Regions from separate parts of the Gossypium hirsutum genome. Here region 1 is linked to region 2. A link is a contact called in public Hi-C data. All regions are on one chromosome and are shown on one strand. Each heading gives the region's core, a stretch centred on a gene start, on an enhancer-like site or on the middle of the called end of the contact. The rest is flanking DNA. Distances are from core to core; before and after follow the strand shown.

Region 1 (6,496 bases), core at 2,084-4,583, 210 kb after region 2:
CTAAGTCTTTATTAAAAGATCTCAGATAATCATCTTTTTGAAGATCTGACTCAATTTTTCTTTTTCCATAAGCATCTGTTTGATCAGTATCCATAGGTTCTGGTATTTCTATATTTTCATCTTCATCTGTTGAAGTATTTTCTTCATCAGATTTATAAGTAGTCACTTTTAAATCTTCTAGATTTATAGAATTATCTGAATTACTAGAACTACTACTGTTTGTAGTGTCATAATTTAGCATATAATGATAGTTAAATAAAGTAAATAAATCTTTATGTTTTTCATAAATTTGTTCTATTAATTTTAAATATTCTACTCGTTCATTTTTAGCTCAACTCTTAGTAAATTTATATTTCCAATGTTCTATAAGTTGTTTATAGGATTAGAAATCATATTGATGAGTATATATATATATTTTATTTTATGTTTTTCATGTTTTTTATTAGTAGAAAATGATTCTTCTGAAGAAGTGTCTTCTTCCTCAGACAAAGTTAAGATTATATTACTATTTCCATAATATAAAGGACCTAAATCTACCTCTTGTTCTATATTTTTGTTAATAATACTTCTTCTAATTTATTATTAACATTAGATAATATGTCTTTAGATTCGTTGTTCAAATCTAAATCTGTAAGTTCTCCTAAATTATTTACTTGTTGTTCTATATTACTTACTTTATTATATAATTTATTATAAAATATATAGAAGTTATATCTATTAAACTATTAAAACATTTACTCAGAGCTGAAATATTATTTTCATTTTTAGAGTCGATATGCATAGTATGATTGCAAATTTTATCTTTATATAGAAAATCTGTTTCTTCCATGAAATTTATCTTTGGTACCTAGAACCTTCCGTTATCTTTTATGTCTTTACTCTCAAAGGCCTAAAGTCTCACACAGACATAAGCAGGTAATAGAAGGACATAATAACAAATATATGGGTTTTAAGATAAATAACCATGAAATAAATTGAATTGTAAATAAAAGATAAAGACTTACAATGAATACTATGATATTATTTCTCAAAAAATTGTTACTCCGACGTTCTGATACCAATTACAGGAAAACTATATGGGGAGGCTTGACTTGGAGTTTTTGACTCTAAAGAAGAATATGGTGATGATAAAGAAGTAGCGGGTGAATCATTTTTTTTAATTATTTTCTTCTATTGATTTTTTTTGAATTTTAAAAAATATATAATTTTTATATGTTTTTCTGAATTTTGAAAATTTATATATATTTTCTTTTTTTTAAAAAAATTTGTTATAAATTTTATATAGTTTTTTTAATTTAAAAATTTTACCTATTTTTTATTTTTTAAATTATAATTTTTGAATTTTAAGAATTTTTTTTTGAAAACTTAATATTTTTAAATTTAAAAATTAATTAATGACTGAGACATGTAGATTGTTATTTAGATGTCATGTCAGCATCAATCATTCTCATCAACAATGTTAATTTACTGTAATTCTACATAATTGGACAAAAATCAAAAGTTGAAGAGGTCAATGAAGCTAAAAAAAGAAACCGCCACTAAAATATTTTTTTTATATAATTTAAGTGTAAAAAAATCATTATAAATGTTTGAGAAATAATAATATTTTTAAAAAGGACTAGATAATTTTAAAAGTTACATAAATAATAATGGTAAATTTTTTTTCTAATGTGAACTTGATATTTTTCTGTAAAAATTCTGATTGGTGGGTAATATTTTTAGAACTTTGGCTTCTTAAGATTTAGAAGTTAATTTCTTTTGGTAAACTATATCTAATTGTTCCTAAACTTTATTTAAAATTGTATTTTAGTCACCCAACTTTCAAAAGTTATATAACAATTATCAAATTGTTACATTTTTATAACTTGTCTGTTAACTACTGTTACAAGGTTGATGTGGCACTCTAATTTAAATGGTTAATTACTAATTTGGTCCCTAAACTATAATAAAAATGTCATTTTGTTTTTTTTAAATCTTAACAATAATTCTAAAAAGAACTAAAAAAAATCTTAACAAGCAAATAAAGAAATTATAAAATAATTAAAAACATTAAAATTTATACTTTATTTGTTTGTTTGTTAACATTTTGTTAGTTCTTTTTAGAATTATTGTTAAGAATTTTTTAAGAAAAATGATATTTTAGTTATAGTTCAAGGACCAAATTCGTAATTAAATATTTAAATTAACGTGCCACGTTAAGAGACGGACAAGTGACAAAAATGTAACAATTCGATAATATTAGTGACTATTATGTAACTTTTGAAAGTTGACTGATTGAAATATAATTTTAAAAAGAATGGACCCTTCTATTAATTATACCATATTAATGTATCACACTACTAAATTAAAAATTTTATTATCCTTTTTAGGCATCGGATCCAAATGAATTGAGACAAATACGTGAGAAAAAAATGAAAAATAAAAAAATAAAAAAGTTTAAATCACAAAATAGTATTGAAATTATACTAATTTTCCTAATGGTTCTTAAAGTGATACCTAAGCTACACTTCATTATCCAAATTACTCTGCCCTTAAAAAAATCTCTTAAACCTTTTGGATTTTTTTAGTTAAAAATTGGCAAGTGCGATAAAATTAGGGATGATATCACATTTGGTACTGTACTTTCATAAAATGTTTAATATGGTACTTCTATTTCGAAAATATCCAATGTGGTACTTGTAATTTGGAAATGTCCAATGTAGTACTTGTAATTTAGAAATGTTCAATGTGATAACTGAATTATTAATACGTATTTTATTATTATACATGTATTTCATAAAATGTCCAATATAGTACTTGTAATTTAAAAATGTCTAATTTGGTACCTAAACTATCAATATAAATTTTTATATTTTTATCATTTTAAACAATAAAACGAGCCAAGTCAAGCTAGCCCTAGCCAAGTGTGTCTCAAAAACGAGTCAAGCGAATCGGTTTGGCTATTACAAGGCCCATGAAAACCTCTTATTACCATTTAAGGAGTAAATAACATAATTTTTTTAAATTTAAAATTAATTTTAATATTTTTAATTTTAAATATTTCTTTTTTTTCAAAATTTTTGAATTCTTTTAAGAATTATATATTTAATTTTTTATGTTTTATTTAAAAATGAAAAATAGGTTATTTGATCAATTTTTGACTGCTACGTTCGTAACTTTAAGAACAAAATTAGACAAAAGGACCAAGAATTTAAAATTTAAAAAAATACAGGACTTAATGTCTCAAAATTATAGAGACTAAATTTTAAATTTCAAAAGAGTAGAGGGAACATTTTAAAAAATTCATAAAATAAAATTTAATTATTAAATCAGAATGAATATTTGGAATTAAAAGGAAAAGTGAGTAAAATGAAAATGTGTACGAGTAGAGAGGCATGAAGAAGAAATGGACCGACAACTTTTGGTTTCGTTTAAAACACTCGCACTCGCTCTCGCAAACCCTGCCTTAAAATTCGTATCTTCTTCTTTATTTCTTCTTTCCTTTCGTTATATTGGGATTGGGGAGGCGCCACAAATACAAAAAACCCCAAATAACAAAAACAAATTCTATCTCCTAAAACCCTGAAACTCGCCCATGGCCACCGATCAAACTCAGCTCCAACTCGCTCAACTCGCCCACATCTTGGGCCCCGATTCGACTCACTTCGAAACCCTAATCTCCCACCTCATGTCTTCCTCCAACGACCAACGTTCCCAGGCCGAGTCACTCTTCCACCTTGCCAAACAAACTCACCCCGACTCTCTCTCCCTCGCTCTCTCCCGTGTCTTATCCTCATCCCCTCGCCCCGAACTCCGAGCCCTCTCTGCCGTCCTCCTCCGTAAAATCCTAACTCCCGCCGCTGATTACTCCTTTCTCTTTCCTCTCCTGGCTGAATCCACACGCGCCGCCATCAAAGCCTCGCTTTTATCCTCCCTCCAAACAGAACAATCAAAAGCTAACGTAAAAAAACTCTGCGATACAATTTCCGATCTCGCTTCTTCCGTCGTTGCTACTAGAGGCTGGCCGGAACTATTGCCATTCCTCTTCCAATGTGTGAATTCTAAGAATCCCAACCTCGAAGAATCTGCTCTTTTGATTTTCTCTCGATTAGCTCAAAACGTCGGAGAAACAACGGAAACCCTAATCCCTCATTTAAACACTCTCCATTCCGTCTTCTTCAATTGTTTATCAAATCCGTCAAGTTGCGACGTACGAATCGCAGCTTTAAGCGCCTCAGTCAGTTTCATTCAATGTATTTCAAACCCCAAAGATCGGGACGCTTTCCAAGATTTGTTGCCGTTGATGATGCAGACGTTGACCGAGGCGTTGAACTCTGGATTAGAAGCCACAGCTCAAGAGGCTTTGGAATTGTTAATTGAGTTAGCCGGGACTGAGCCGAGGTTTCTAAGGAGGCAAATAATGGAAGTAGTAGGATCGATGTTACAAATTGCTGAGGCGGAGAGTTTAGAAGAAGGAACACGCCATTTAGCCATTGAATTTATAATTACGTTAGCAGAGGCGAGAGAGAGGGCTCCGGGGATGATGAGGAAGTTACCACAATTCATAAGGAGGTTATTTTGGGTGTTGATGAATCTATTGGTGGACATTGAAGATGAACCGGATTGGTATAATGCAGAGAGTGAGGATGAGGATGCTGGGGAAACAAGTAATTATGGGGTTGGTCAGGAGTGTTTGGATAGATTGTCGATTTCATTAGGAGGGAATACTGTTGTACCAGTGGCTTCAGAATTGTTTCCGGTGTTTTTGGCTGCTTCAGAGTGGCAGAAACGACATGCTGCTCTCATTGCACTTGCTCAGATTGCTGAGGGTTGTTCCAAGGTTTGAATTTTGAAGTTCCAAATTAACAGTTTGATCATATTTAATGCACTGTGTATGTTTATTCTATTTGGAGCTTGCATGTCACTTCTTGCTACCTATATAATAATGATAAGACACTATTAGAAGCTTAATTTTTTATGTTTTGTTTATTCTAGACGTGGCATTTATAATTTGTGTGGATTTGAATTAATATAGGTTCTGCGGTTAACTTGATAAAGAATTGCTTTATCTATGTCCCTTGATCAATGGGGCAGATTTTGATTAAATTGTAATATGCTTCATTGTTTCTGAACGGGTTTTGCTTTTCTTTTCTTCTTCTTTCCAGGTGATGATAAGAAATCTAGAACAGGTAGTGTCAATGATTTTGAATTCATTTCACGATGCCCATCCTCGTGTTCGATGGGCTGCTATTAATGCCATTGGGCAGTTGTCTACGGACTTGGGCCCAGAGTTGCAGACTCAATATCATCAGAGAGTGTTGCCTGCACTAGCTGGAGCCATGGATGACTTCCAGAATCCTCGCGTGCAGGTTTCCCCAATATCATGAATATGTTATAATGATTAAATAAGTGTTTCTGGGTTTAACTCTATTGTTTAGTTAAAATCATTTAGGATTAATAGAGCAACTGATTTAATTTAAAATGAATTTATTTATTTTAATGTCTAGTAATGGCATACAAAATATGCTACTAAAATTTTAAAATTTTGTTACTATTGTGTCCCCCCCTTTGAAAGGAAAAAGGATAGATGAGGAATATATATATATATACACATATATACTTGCATATGTGTATTCAAAATCTTTTTTGAAGCAAAATATGATCAAAATGTTTCCCAATTTTAAAATTTTATTACTACTTTCTTCCCCCCTGGAAAGAAAAAGGAAAAAAGATAGATGAACTGGTGAAGAATATATATGATTACATATGTGTATTTAGAATCTTTTTTGAAGCAAAATATTGTTTAATGTTCCCCAGAAATAGTGATGTCTTCCAGAAGCAATATGTAATCTTCTTTCATCAGCCTTTATTATCTGGTTTCTTTGTTTAGATGTAAAAAATCTTATTTATTTTCTTCTCTTTTTTTTTTTGCATGTAAAATATAGGCCCATGCTGCTTCAGCAGTACTTAATTTCAGTGAAAATTGTACCCCAGACATCTTAACTCCATACCTGGATGGGATTGTGAGCAAACTTCTTGTACTGCTTCAGGTATATATGTTTTCTGTACTTCTGTTGAAGTATATGGTTTGGAGAACACATTCTCTGCTGGTTGCTTTCCTGTTAAAGAACTTGTAATTCCTAGCAGTCAGAATGGTATATATCTTTAAGATGGTGAGCTTTTTGTTTTGAAAATAGCGGACAGGTTTTGAATGAGAGAAAGCTTAGAAGATTGCGTGAAAGTGCTTCTGCAATGTGTCAAATAGACATGTCACATGCTGCTTTTGTAGATTTTCATGCCATTTTTTGCCCTTAGGTTTATCAATAATCATTTGTTTGTTTATATCTGGCCATGCTTTTATTTTCCTTAGATCACAAAAGAGTTTAGTTTAGAATACATTATAAAAGGTGCATAAATATATTGTCTTGCATATGCTCTTCTGTGGTTGGAGTATTTTTCAATTTATGACTTTTATTTAGCTTGTTGTCTTCACCTTCTTTTGCTCTTCAGAACGGGA
Region 2 (7,477 bases), core at 559-3,058:
ACAAGACTTTTAGAAACCCAAAATAAAATAAATTCATTCTGTTAATTTAAAAAATTAAACTAAAAATTATTAAACATTTAAAATAAAAAAATCCATGTCATCTACCGCGTGGTCATACATTGATTATTTTTGCTACCTCATAAAAAATAATATTATTAATATATCGGAGTAATTAGTCTAATACTTAACAAATTTAGGTACCAAATTAGACAATAAAAAATTTAGGTACTAAATTTAAAAAATATATCAAATTTAAATACCAAATCATACAAAAAGAAATTAAGTACCAAATAAGAAAAAAAAAACCCTTAATTCAGATATCAAATACCAGGTTAAGCAGATGAACATGTAAGTACTAAATTATGAATGATTTGTTATTACTATGAGATAATTTTTGTTATTGAGAGAAAATCAAGACTTAATTTGTATTTGATTGGTTTTAGTTATGTTAAGCATTGTTAGTTGTAAATGAATTTTTTTTTCTTTTTCATATCATAAATTAGGAAGTTTGGTTCAAATAGTTTAGAGTTTAATAGGGAAAACAAGCTTCATGATCAAATTACATAACCTTAAATCATTAATAAAAATATTTATTAAGTTTCAACTGAAAATAGTGTATCAACCCCCATAGTTTGCTTTTCCCTTAAGTTTCTTCTTCCTCATCTTTCTTCTTCTTCTTCTCTTTTACCTCTTCTATTTCTTCATCATCCTTTGCCTCCTTGTCTTTCTTTTTCGTTCTCTCTTCCTCTTCACCTTTCAACTTCTTTTCTTTCTTTTTCTCCTTAACCTCCTTGTCTTTCTTCTTTTTCTTCTCATCTTCTTCTATACCATGCTTCTTTTCTTTATTTTTCTCTTTCTCTTCCTTGTCTTTCTTCTTCTTTTTCTTCTCATCTTTCTCTTCGTCTTCTTCTATGGTCCCTTCTTTCTTCATCTCCGTTTCCTTATCTTTTTTCTTTTTCTTCTCATTGTTCACACCAGCTTCATCATCTTTGTGAATCGTCTCCTCCTTAACTTTTTTCTCTGATGTATTCTTCATCTCTCCAACTTCATTATCCTCGTCTTCTTCTCTATATTTCTCTTTCTTCTTCTTTTCTTTCTCCTTCTTCGATTTGTCCTTATCCTTCTCTTTATGTTTCTCTCCCTTTTCCTCCTTATGCATTAGCTTTTCCTTCTCCATTGATTTGGTCTTTAGCTTCTCTTCCTTCTCATGGCTTGGCTCCATATCCTTTGCCTTTGACTATGAAATACACTTCTTTCTTCTCTTCCTGTGTTTTATTTTTTATTACAAATTCCCTGAAAGAAATGCTGCATGTAAATAAGCAAGTAAACTTAACTGTGTAAGGAATGGTTGATACATTACAACATGTAAGAATATTCAAAATATCTGAAACAAGAAAAACAGTTTCCCAATGCAACCCCAGCACTAAATTACCTTTGACAGATACACAAGACAATCAAGATCTTCTTCAACAGACAGTATTCATCAACATGGATGATTATCTCTACATTATTTCACAAGCCAAGAAAAGAAACCCAGATTCATTTTCCCCAGTTAAACGATCAAAACAACTGATCAGTAAAAATCAAACCCTTTATATTAACAAGCTTTCAGAAAAATGAAATAAAGATCCAAAGGCAACATAATTAAAATGAAATCTAGAGATGTATGTACCTTTGACTTGTTAAGACAGGCAGATGCAAAGGTTTTTTTTTTTTTTTAAGACAGAAGTACATTTATGTAGGAAATGGGGAAGGTTCAATTGTTTTATATAAATATTTGATTGAATCAGCCCGCCAATGATCCAAGGTAGTTGAAGGGATGAAAATGTTGAACGTTGAATAAGAGAAAATAGTAAGTAAATAAAAAGTTGGAGCCAGAGGATGAACCCCCCCCCTTCTAGATCTTGATACGAAAAATATTAATTTAAAAATATATTATTATATATTATATATTTTTTACTTAATAGTTTTTATTTGTAAAAATAAACTATTAATATACTAAATAATATGCTTTTTAATTCAAAAAATAATAATACTTTTTTGCAAAAATATACGTTTAAAAATTCTAACTACCAAAATGATCTGTTAGTATAATTTTAAAAAATTCCAATAAAATCAGTAAAATGATATATAATATATTTTCTAAATTATTTTTTTAATTTTAATTTTAATTTTAATTTTATCAAATTTTAATAATTTATATTGTAATATCAAATTCTAACAAAAAAAATTATTTATTCATCTAAATAAAAGTCGATAAAGGAAAATGAGTATAGTTATGCGTATTATATTTCAAACAATAAAATGAAGAAAAAAAAAACCCACACCACTTGGTCATATATTTATAAACATTATCCTTCATATATGTGCAATAGTAAATATATTTTATAAATCATGTAATTATAATTACAATAAAGGTTATAAAAATATTAAATAAAATTTATGTTTAAAATGGGTTGAAAAAACAACCTTGTACAAGCTGAATGCTTTGCTCCAACGTGGCGCCGCCCACAAATGAAGGTAACAAAGACAAATGTGTAAGTTAAAAAGAATCATTTTCAGACAAGGAAAATCAAAGTTTCGAGTTTCCGCGGACCTAAACTCTAAAAGAGAGAGAATGTTCCTCATCTGAAACCGTGTCTAATCAACAATGGCCGTTAATCATCCATCAAACGAGGGACCTACAAATTTCAACGCCTATGATTACATAAATTCCCTACAATTCACCGTACTTGATAATCTGTCTCCACGCTTTTTTAAAGTTTGCCTTTGCCATTCTTCTGAAACGGATCCCCACCTCTTTTGTTTCTCCCTTTTCTCTCTTAAAAATTCACAGGGAAAAAAAAAGAAAAAAAAAGTTGAAACCCTAAAATTAAAAAAAAGACCTGGTTTTTTTAAATGTAAAAAAAAAACCAGGTCTTATCAACAATTATAATAGTTATTGTGTTATTATTAATTAATATTAATATTAATTAATCACATTTTATATTTAATATGTTTTTAATAATATCGTTTTAGCTTTCTCCATTTTTTGGTTTCTTCTCTTTGAAGCTTCGTTGAGTCTTGTTCATCTTTCCACAATGAACAACCTTTTAATGGTAACATTTTGCAATTTTCAAATTGTTGCTACTTATTTATTTGTTTGCCTGTGTTGGTTTTTGTTTCGATTTAAGTTTTTCTTTATTATTTTTATTGATGAGGATAGCTGCATTTTGTATATTTTATTTGGATCCTGATTAAAAAAAAGAAATTTAATGTTATTGGAAAATGATTGTCAGGAGACTAGTGAGCTCATTTTTCTTATAAGACGAAGGTTAATAGAAATTGCTGTTAATTCAGCAGGAATTGAATCAATTTAGAAGTTTATCAAGCTAATTAATTAGTTAGTCTTAGGTGTTGAAAACTAGATCAAAAGAACTTATAACTTAAGCTTGTAAAGGAATGTAATCAGCATTCGTTGAATTTAAAAGGAAAAAAACTAAGCATGAACTTGTGTTATATAATTTTTAAATTTTGTGTGGATAGAAAAATGTTTTTAGGTATAATTAAGATATTTTCAGATGGCTCTCTTTGTAAATTCTTGGTCTGTTTAGAATAAGCGGATGAGCTTGTCTGCTTTGAATTATGCTTTAGTAATTTTTTATCTCGGCTTGGTATAAACTAGTTGCACTCGTGCTCTATTTCTTGCAGGAGTCCTGTGAAATCCCTAGAGGTGGATCCCAAGGTAGAGATGTCGAGTTAGGAGCTCCAATGAACTCTGGAGAACTCTGCCTTCAAGAATTCTTTGTTAAGGTGCTATAGACTTCTTGATGTAATAACTATCCTCTGTAAGCTAAGCAGCAATATATTGGATTCGTAACTGCAATTGCAACTTTTCTTCGTGTTCATCTCTTTAGGCGGAATTAAATTTCTTTATGGCATAAGCTATGGCTTGAATCACTGATCTCATACTACGTTTTGTCTTTTCCAGGTTCAAGAGATAGATAAACAATATGAGAAGCTGGATAAGCTACTCAAAATGCTTCAGGTATCTTATTTAATATATTTCCCGATTCCTTGTATGATACCAAAGCTTCAAGATATCTGTCTTCAATATTTTGCTTACTAGTATGAATTTTAGGAATTGTTGGATGTAATTCATCTAAAACTGACTGAAACCTTGAGGATTCCTCAGTTTTTAAGACTGATATGGAAGAAGAGCAAAAATTTTGGCTTGGATCTTTCCTGAGCTTTGACATTACTTAATCTTTCACCCCTTCCTGATTTTAAGGTTTGTTCAGCTTTAGTATTGTTTTTATGATTTTCAAGACTGCAGTGTGAAAGCACTAGCATCCCGCTCTCTCTCTAGCCATAAAACCTATAGTGAAGAAATCTATTTAGGTTGCTAAATTCCCAAGTTTTTCCATTTAGTGTTTCATGAATCCAAGGCCAAGATACATACTTGCTGGATGATTTGTGAGTGATGAATCTTGTGAGCGACATCATTGGCTATTGATTAAGATGTTCGGATGCCATTTTCATTCAAATATTTTATGCAGGATGCACATGAGGAATCAAGGACAGTAACTAAGGCTCCTGCCATGAAATGTAAGCAATATTCTGTTTCATGCTTCTCTTACATTCATAGTTTCAGTGAAAGTTGCAGGGAAAACAAATGATGAGGTCTGTGCTTGTATCTTTTCATTTATCACTTTGATGTTGAGAATTTATAAAATAAAAGCCTATTCTTAATTAACTGAATTTTGGTTACCCTGTTTTGAACTTAAAGCTCATGATGGATGCTATTATCATCTGTAGCTATCAAACAGCGAATGGAGAAAGACATTGATGAAGTTTTAAGAGTTGCTCGATTTATAAAGGGGAAAATTGATGAACTGGATAAAGATGTAAGACTAATTACTGCTTTTATTTTGTTTATTGCTGCCTGCTTGATTTATCATTTCTTTATTTTTTTCTTTTTTTGATTTTGTACAGAATTTAGCCAATAGGCAGAAGCGTGGATGCAGAAAGGGATCAGGTGTTGACCAGTCAAGGGTTGCAACAACTCTGTAATATACCATCCTTTTTGTTATTTTATTTTAGTCCCTTTTAATACATGATCGAAACTGTTATGAGTACTTGTAATGTGGATCTAAAATATGATAAGCAGAAGTCAGTTTATTTGGCTTTTGCTGCCATGATTAGTTTGATGAAATCTGACACAGGTTCTAAGGATCCATGACTGCTTACTATTTTGTTGATACTTAAAAAATGAAATGATTGGTTCTACTTAATTTCTCGCAACGCGTATGACTGGTGGTAGTATAATTTTTTATTTCATTTTATTTGTTAAACATACTAGAAGTATAAAACAAAAAACTAAAATTTAATTGTATTCATTGCTGGAGCAGCAGAGCTATAATGGCAAAGCTTTCCATAATGTTGGAACATGTGTTGTTAGCATATTATATTGAAAGCCTTTTTATAGCTTTTGTTGGAAGTAACTTATGGATTGAATGTAGTCTTCAGTTCCTGAAGCTTGTTTTTGTGCCATATTTCTTTATGATTACACTTGTCATGGTGTTTCAAATCGTCGCTACATCTGGTTCATGATTAGGGCTGTATAAGAAAGAGCAGTGACTGTTTCTTAACTTGTAGTTTTAATATAGTCCAACATATTAATGATTTCGATTCTATACCCTCCAAGTCCAGTCCTAAAGAAGAAAAGAAGCTATGAATTTGACCCCATAACAGCCATGTTTTTGCTGCAGTGCCGTGAAAAAGAAGTTGAAAGACAAAATGGCTGAGTTTCAGGTAGGTCAGATTTCAATACTTTAAGATGTTATTTGTTGAACCGGTATTTCCTGTTTTCTTAGCCTTACTAAGTTCTTCCTACATGCTATTGCAGATTCTTAAGGAGAGAATCCAGCAAGAGTACCGAGAGGTTATTGAGCGACGTGTTTTCGCAGGTTAAGATGTTCACCTGATACTTATTAATTGCTACAATATTGCATGATATGCAGCTAATATTTATCTGCACTGATTATTATGATTTCCAGTGACGGGCACAAGGCCAGATGAAGAGGTATGATAAGCTTCACTCCTTGTATTATGAATAACTCTCTATCCTGTTCAGAGCATGTCTGATTGTTGCACATGGTACAGACAATTGACAGATTGATAGATACTGGAGATAGCGAACAAATATTCCAGAAAGCAATTAGCAGCAAGGGCGAGGCCAGGTTTGTCTTACTTTTCCTTATTTCTTCCTTTACTAATATAGCTTCTTACTTCAGCAATTTCACAAAGATAATACTTGTTGTTCATCTCCAGAGCCTTCTTTTGTTTTGTGGAATTTATTGGAAGGATAATGATTTATACTATTATAAGAGTTACAAAATCAAACTTTCATTTACCAGCTTGAAGACTGATTTTCAGTATTCTCTTGTATGCCATCTCATGTTGCAGTGACACAATCCATGTTGGACTTAGTTGGACTGTGTTTTGGTGGAATATAAGTGACTAGAAATTGGTTATGGCTAAATTAAATTTGGGTGCGTTTGCAGATCATGAGCACTGTGTCCGAAATTCAAGAGCGCCATGATGCAGTAAAAGATATGGAGAAAAAGCTTCTTGATTTACAGCAGGTACTTAATCAGCTTGTTGCCTTGAGGGGCATTGATTTCATCAAAATAATAATAAAAATTCGGGACTATGCCTGTACTTGCAAAAAAAGAATCTTAATAGTCATATTCATAGGCGTTTTTGCTTTTAATGTCATGGTAAAAAGCATATAAACTACCTATACGGACTATCCTTGTCCTATGTGTGTATGCGGGTTTATTATCAGATCTTTTGAATTTGTGGTTGTTTTGGAGCGATTCCCTTCGGATATGTTTTAAATATGTACAGTTGTTCAATATGTAGCAGATGCATGAAAATACAGATCACCATAGGACTGAAGTTGCATTGAAGATCACATATGGCAGAGGACGTATTTTTGGAATACATTATTAGTAATGTTCCTTATGCAGGTATTTTTGGATATGGCGGTTCTGGTTAACGCACAAGGAGACATGCTAGACAACATAGAAACGCAGGTAGCCGAACCCTTCCATAGAATCTTTGATCAAAGACATCAGCAATCTAGATAATCCTTAGAAGAACCTTCTTTCCCCTTGCCATTTCGAAATTTCCAGGTCTCGAATGCAGTTGATCACGTGCAGTCGGGGCATAAGGTGTTGGTAAAGGCGAGGGAGAAACAGAAGAGCAACAGGAAGTGGAGGTGCATTGCAGTTATACTCGTTCTCATAATTTTTGTAATTATTGCACTTGCTGTGCTCAAGCCCTGGAACAGCAAAAAAGAAAAAGAAAAAGGTGCTTAGATTGTGTTGTGTGCAATTAATTTGTTTGTATGTATGTATGTATGTATGTGTGTGTGTGTGTGTATGTATGTATGTAAATATATGTGTGAATTGGGTCAATGATCTTTGGTCAA

What was found. A called contact is a pair of places that touch in the nucleus more often than the background predicts.
Region 1: a Hi-C map of leaf shows a contact between it and region 2, with 2.2 times the contacts expected there. The contact joins the promoter of LOC107935234 here to the promoter of LOC107941935 in region 2. A contact is called at or near these places in 12 of 34 Hi-C or Micro-C datasets (anther, callus, fibers and 4 more).

What each region holds. Positions count from the first base shown.
Region 1 is chrD11:52,777,321-52,783,816 of Gossypium_hirsutum_v2.1, forward strand. LOC107935234 (importin-5) reads left to right here and starts at 3,334. Exons shown (of 20, transcript XM_016867806.2): 1 at 3,334-4,819; 2 at 5,145-5,348; 3 at 5,925-6,029; 4 at 6,490-6,496. The coding sequence starts at 3,575.
Region 2 is chrD11:52,567,563-52,575,039 of Gossypium_hirsutum_v2.1, forward strand. It overlaps LOC107941935 (nucleolar protein 58-like), which reads right to left and starts at 1,809. Exons shown (of 2, transcript XM_016875560.2): 1 at 1,673-1,809; 2 at 434-1,293. The coding sequence starts at 1,222. The coding sequence ends at 644. It overlaps LOC107941938 (protein EMBRYO SAC DEVELOPMENT ARREST 30), which reads right to left. Exons shown (of 12, transcript XR_005920488.1): 12 at 7,200-7,327. It also overlaps the pseudogene LOC107941932.